2 separate regions of the Sus scrofa genome follow, and region 2 is linked to region 1. A link is a contact called in public Hi-C data. All regions are on one chromosome and are shown on one strand. Each heading gives the region's core, a stretch centred on a gene start, on an enhancer-like site or on the middle of the called end of the contact. The rest is flanking DNA. Distances are from core to core; before and after follow the strand shown. Region 1 overlaps LOC110261687 (a long non-coding RNA gene). Region 2 has its middle 67 kb from the start of PLEKHG3.

The links. Hi-C and Micro-C count contacts between places; a contact is called where the count stands out from the background.
Region 2: a contact with region 1 is called in a Hi-C map of retroperitoneal adipose tissue, with 2.7 times the contacts expected there. The contact joins two enhancer-like sites. A contact is called at or near these places in 1 of 5 promoter capture datasets (liver), 21 of 47 Hi-C or Micro-C datasets (alveolar macrophages, brain, embryonic fibroblasts and 13 more) and 2 of 2 datasets of contacts at active chromatin or transcription factors (alveolar macrophages and skeletal muscle).

Annotation. Positions count from the first base shown.
Region 1 is chr7:88,348,221-88,350,891 of Sscrofa11.1, forward strand. LOC110261687 (a long non-coding RNA gene) reads right to left here. Exons shown (of 3, transcript XR_002346141.1): 2 at 1-1,642. Among named protein-coding and RNA genes, the nearest start is that of KLHL25, 58 kb to the left of the region's middle. Within about 2 kb of position 1,336, at least 17 of the 83 cell types and tissues checked have an H3K27ac peak or open chromatin away from gene starts, as enhancers often do. A contact at or near this core is called in retroperitoneal adipose tissue and skeletal muscle, where this site is marked.
Region 2 is chr7:88,696,489-88,699,159 of Sscrofa11.1, forward strand. No RefSeq gene overlaps it. Among named protein-coding and RNA genes, the nearest start is that of PLEKHG3, 67 kb to the right of the region's middle. Within about 2 kb of position 1,348, at least 12 of the 83 cell types and tissues checked have an H3K27ac peak or open chromatin away from gene starts, as enhancers often do. A contact at or near this core is called in retroperitoneal adipose tissue and skeletal muscle, where this site is marked.

The DNA of each region.
Region 1 (2,671 bases), core at 86-2,585:
TCCTGACTTATTTAGAGATAGGTGTGGGATAGCAAGGCAGAACATCAGAAAATGAGATGGAATACTAGCACCAAATCTGACGTTGGACTCTTTCTGCACGTGGGAAGTAAACAGTTTCAAAAACCTCAGTTGAGCAAATGAACTCAGGAAAAGAGATCAGCTTTGTGGTTACCAGAGACAGGAGGAAGTGGGAATCAGATGAAGGTGGATCAAAAGGGACAAATTTCCAGTCATAAGACAAATAGGTACTAGGGATGTACTATACAACACGATAAATGTATATTATGTAGGAAAGTTGTTAAGAGAATAAATTCTAAGACTTCTCATCGTGGGGAAAGACTTTTTTTCTCTTATTTTGAACATATGTAAGATGATGGATGGTCACTAAATTTACTGTGGTGATCATTTCATGATGTCGGTAAGTCAACATCTTGAATTAACACAATGCTGTACAAATATTGTTATAGCTCAATGAAACTGGAAGAAAAAAACCACTCAGTTTAAGTAGATATTGGTGAACAGATCACTAGAAGTCTTGAAGGAGAATAGCAGATAGCTAAAAAGAAAAAGAAAAAAAAAAAAAAGGAAAAAAGAAAAAAATCCTTTCTCATCCAACATTGTGTAGTCGGGGGGCTGCAGCGTATCTAATGCCCCACTAGATGGTACTGCTGATCCAGCCTTGGAGTACCCAGGGCCTGTCTCTATGGTAACAAGTCTACAAATTTATCAGAAGAATTGGCCTTGTCCTTTTGGTGGGAGCGGGTGTGTATGAAGCAGTTTTCGGTGTTCAGAAAAGTCGGCTCTGTGCACAAGGGACTCTTGATATGTAGCTGTCAAAGACATAGAGAATCAGGAAAACACCGTATTGTGCAAGGCAATAAGGAAAGAGAGGGCGGAGAAATCGCTGCTTCTACTATAGTTACAACCTACCTCCTCCCCTGACCGCTGGGACTCAAGGTCTTTAACACGGCTTGGAAACAGGGATCCCAGGTTGCTGGGAGCCTGGGGGTGGGCTGCAGGCAGGATTTGCTTTTGTGCAAGATTACACAGCGGGAGTTCAGCCTGTGGGGAGCTGGGGTTGCTTGAATTGTGGACTCCTAGATGTTCCATTACATAAAATATTACATAAGCCCAGACATCCAGTTCTACCTGTTATTTTACGCCTCGCTGTTTATGATCGTTCTCTGCTGAATGTGGGTTTCCTACGCTCTCTGCATAAAATGTGTTTCCAGAGAGGGGCTCTGCTAGCCGGCGAAACTCCTCTGGCTTCATCAAAAGCGCAACTTCCAGACCTTCCAGACCTTTCTCACCGCAGGGTGCCCGGCGCTCCATATTCACTACGTGCTGTTCTGCTTCTTGGATTCTGGACCAAGATGCAGGGCTGCTCTTACATCGGTGGAGATGCAGAGGGACACTTCATATGCTGACAGCGAGTAAATGCTGCTCTGGAGAAAAACCACCCACCCCAAATCCACCTTCACAGGAGAAGGAGTTTTTGGTGTCTCCTGCATGGGTCCTACCTGGTGCCCCAAGGGGAACAGGTTACTCCTGCAGAAGGCTTGCCTCCGTGTAGAATTTGTGTTGCTTTTCAGCAATAGCAGCCCATTCAGTGGAGCCAAATCATTTTTTAATTTTAGTTTTCCTGGAGAGAAGGGAAAGAGAAAAGAATGAAAAAAACAGGACCTAAGCAATATTTTTGCAGAGCTTTATCTGCATAGCTGGAGTTTTACCTGGATAGCTGTTCTGGATGTTTCCTGGAACATTTTTAAAATTGAAAATATTTTGAGGTAATTTCAGAGTTAGTGAAGTTATAAAAATAGTACAAAGAATTGCCATATATCCTTCATCCTTAGTCCCCGAGTTTTGTCTGCCTCGTGGAATAGATAATCTAATGAGTTATCTAATACTTTTAAGGATAAGAAACATGATGTCTTTTTAACCTCAGTAAAAATAAGGACATCCTCTCATATAACCACAGCGCAATTATCAAAACCCAGAAATTAGCATCAATATATTACTATTATTTAATCAGTGGACTCTATTCAAATTTCATCCATTGTTCCATTATCTTTCATGTCATAAGGAAATATTTTTTTCCACAGTTTAGGAGCCTATCCAGGATCACATATTACATCTGGCTGTCATGTATATTTTTATCTTTGGGTTTTTAAATTTTTTTTATTTTTTGCTTTTTAGGGCCGCACCCCTGCATGTGGAAGTTCCCATGCTAGGGTTTAAATCAGAGCTATGGCTGTCAGCCTACACCACAGCCACAGCAACATGGGATCCCTGACCCACTGAGCAAAGCCAGGGATGGAACCCACGGCGTCTTGGATACTAGTCAGATTCATTTCCCCTGAGCCACAGTGGGGACTCCATATTTGTATCTGAAAATGATGACAGTTGCTTTTTACTTGATAGTGGTTTTTTATTTTTTCCTTTTCTTGTTATTGTGAGTCAGTAGCTTGCAGTTGAAAATTTTTCTGCTTCTGAGAATCATGGCTATTTCTTAGATGGCTGGCAGATCTGATGGTGGAAAATACATAAATCTGCACAAACATGGATTCAAATCCCAAACCCACAAATTCTTAGCCGTGCAACCTGGAGGACACTGCATCACTTCTTTGAGCAACAGTTGCCGCTATAAAATATGGATTATAATCTGAGTCTT
Region 2 (2,671 bases), core at 98-2,597, 350 kb after region 1:
TGATTAATGACTCCAACTAGGAACCATGAAGTTGTGGGTTCGATCCCTGGCCTAGCTCAGTGGGTTAAGGATCTGGCATTGCCGTGAGCTATGGTGTAGGTCGCAGATGCGGCTCAGATCCTGCATTGCTGTGGCTGTGGTGTAGGTCAGCGGCTACAGCTCTGATTAGACCCCTAGCCTGGGAACCTCCATATACTGCAGGTGTGGCCCTAGAAAAGGCAAAAAGGCAAAAATAAATAAATAAATAAATAAATAAATAAGTAACAGGGACTCTAAAGACAAGAAGAGGGTGGATCCACCCAATAGAGAGAACTTGGGGAACCCTGAATGACCATGTGAAAGCTACCCCGGACAGGAACACCCACTTTGTATCGTGAATGAAAATAACTTTGTGGGAGTTCCCGTCGTGGCGCAGTGGTTAACGAATCCGACTAGGAACCATGAGCTTGCGGGTTCAGTCCCTGCCCTTGCTCAGTGGGTTAACGATCTGGCTTTGCCATGACCTGTGGTGTAGGTTGCAGACGCGGCTCGGATCCTGCATTGCTGTGGCTCTGGAGTAGGCCGGTTGCTACAGCTCCAATTAGACCCCTAGCCTGGGAACCTCCATATGCCGCGGAAGCGGCCCAAAGAAATAGCAAAGACAAAAAAAAAATAACTTTGTGTGTGCAGTCACTGAGAATTTGAGGTTCCTCAGTTTCAGCAGCCAGCATCACTTATCCTCAGGGGCACATAGAACAATACAATTAAGTGGTAATAGGTGGTACCATCTGAATGTGCTGGAGAAGCTCCTTAGAAGGAAAGTCCCCCGGGGAGCTGGCGTGGTCAGGAAAGGCCTTTTCCCAACTACAAGAGCTGGAATCACAGGGAGGGAGGATGGGGCTTGGGTAAGTCAAGGGAGGGATCAGTCCAGGTAGGAGCAGAGGCTCAGGGGCTGATGCTGAGGGAGGACACATGGGGAGCATCCTGTTCCTGAAGGTGGATGATATGGGCTCCCATCATCCACTGAAGGACCTGGGAACAGAGGGGTCAGTGTCTCCTCTTTCCTCAGTAGATCTTCAGCCTCTGATTTGAAATGACGTATGTGCTCCGCCTACACATTTAAGGCAGTTTCCAGTGAGATGTATGTAATTCCTTTCCTCTGACAACAGGCTCCACTGTGTTCTGTCTGTTTCATAATTATCTACTTTTAGGAGAGTTTATGGGGTCTGATGAATAGCTTAGCATTTCTTGCTTTGAACTCCCAGATGTTCTGACCAGATTCCAACTTCCAGTCCACGTTCCCAGCCCTTCAGCAGCTCTGTCTGGTAATTTTCTAATCCTCCCTGGGACATTCCTATTTCCTGCGGAGAAATAACGAAAACAACAATGCTTCCCTAAGGGTGGGGTGCTTTAGCACTGAGGCCTGGAATCTCCATGTTAGGAAGAAATGTTTACAAGGGTCTAAAAGCTCTGAAAGGAAATGGCCTGTGAGTCTCCTGGGAAAGAATATGAGACGCCACCTCGAGGACTTGCCATAGAATTTCGCTGCATTCCTCGGCAGGACGGGCTGTCTAGGAAGTTCATTTTGACTCCAAGATATATCAGGGTGGAAGTGTGTGTGAGTGGGCGTGTGAAACTGATCTGAGAAAAAGGCGAAAGAAAGAAAGAAAAAGAAAGAAAAGGAAAGAAAGAAAGAGGGATATAATAGTGAGCCACCTAGTACCCCCCAACTTCAACAATTATCAACATTTTGTCAATCTTTTCCGTCTATCAGCTCTTCTCTCTCTTTTTTTTTGTATTAGGGCTGGGATTGGCCTCCTATAACCCCCATGATCCAAATCCTATTTGTTTCCTGTTTTTGTAAATAAAGTTTTATTGGAACACAGCCATGCCCACTTATTTATGTATTGTTTATACCTGCTTTTGCATCCCACCCACAGGGTGAGTAGTTGTGACAGAGAGCTTGTGACCCACAATGGCTAAAATATTTGCTGTCTGGCCTTTCACAGAAAAAATTGCCACCCCTACAGTAAAGTATGTTTAAAGCAAATACTAGGTGGTCCTGTTGTGGTGCAGAAGAAATGAATCTGACTAGTATCCGTGAAGATGTGTGTTTGATCCCTGGCCTTGCTCAGGGAGTTGGGAATCCGGTGTTGCCATGAGCTGTGGTGTAGATCGCAGACACGGCTTGGATCTGGCGTTGCGGTGGCTGTGGTGTAGGCCGGCAGCTGTAGCTCCAACTGGACCCCTAGCCTGGGGACTTCCATATGCCAGGGGTGTGGCCCTAAAAAGCAAAATAAATAAATAAATAAATAAAATAAATACTAGACAGCATATCATTTTATCTGTAAATGCTTCAGTGAGAACCTCTGACACGTAAAAACATTATTTAGGCCATGCCTATTTTAGAATGATATCTAACAAAATAAATAACTCCTTAATTTCACCTAATATAAAACCTGTGTTTAAAATTCCTGTTATCTTAAAAACTATCTATTTACAGTTGGCTTTTTCATATTGTGTTCTAAATAAGGTTTACATATTGCACTTGGTTGATATAACTGTTAAGTATCTCTTAATCCGTTGTCAGTTCTCGCTCACACCCCTCCCTTATCTTAACTCACATTTATTTGTTGAAGAAACCAGACCATTTGTCCCATAAAATCCCCACATTCTGAATATGGCTGATTAC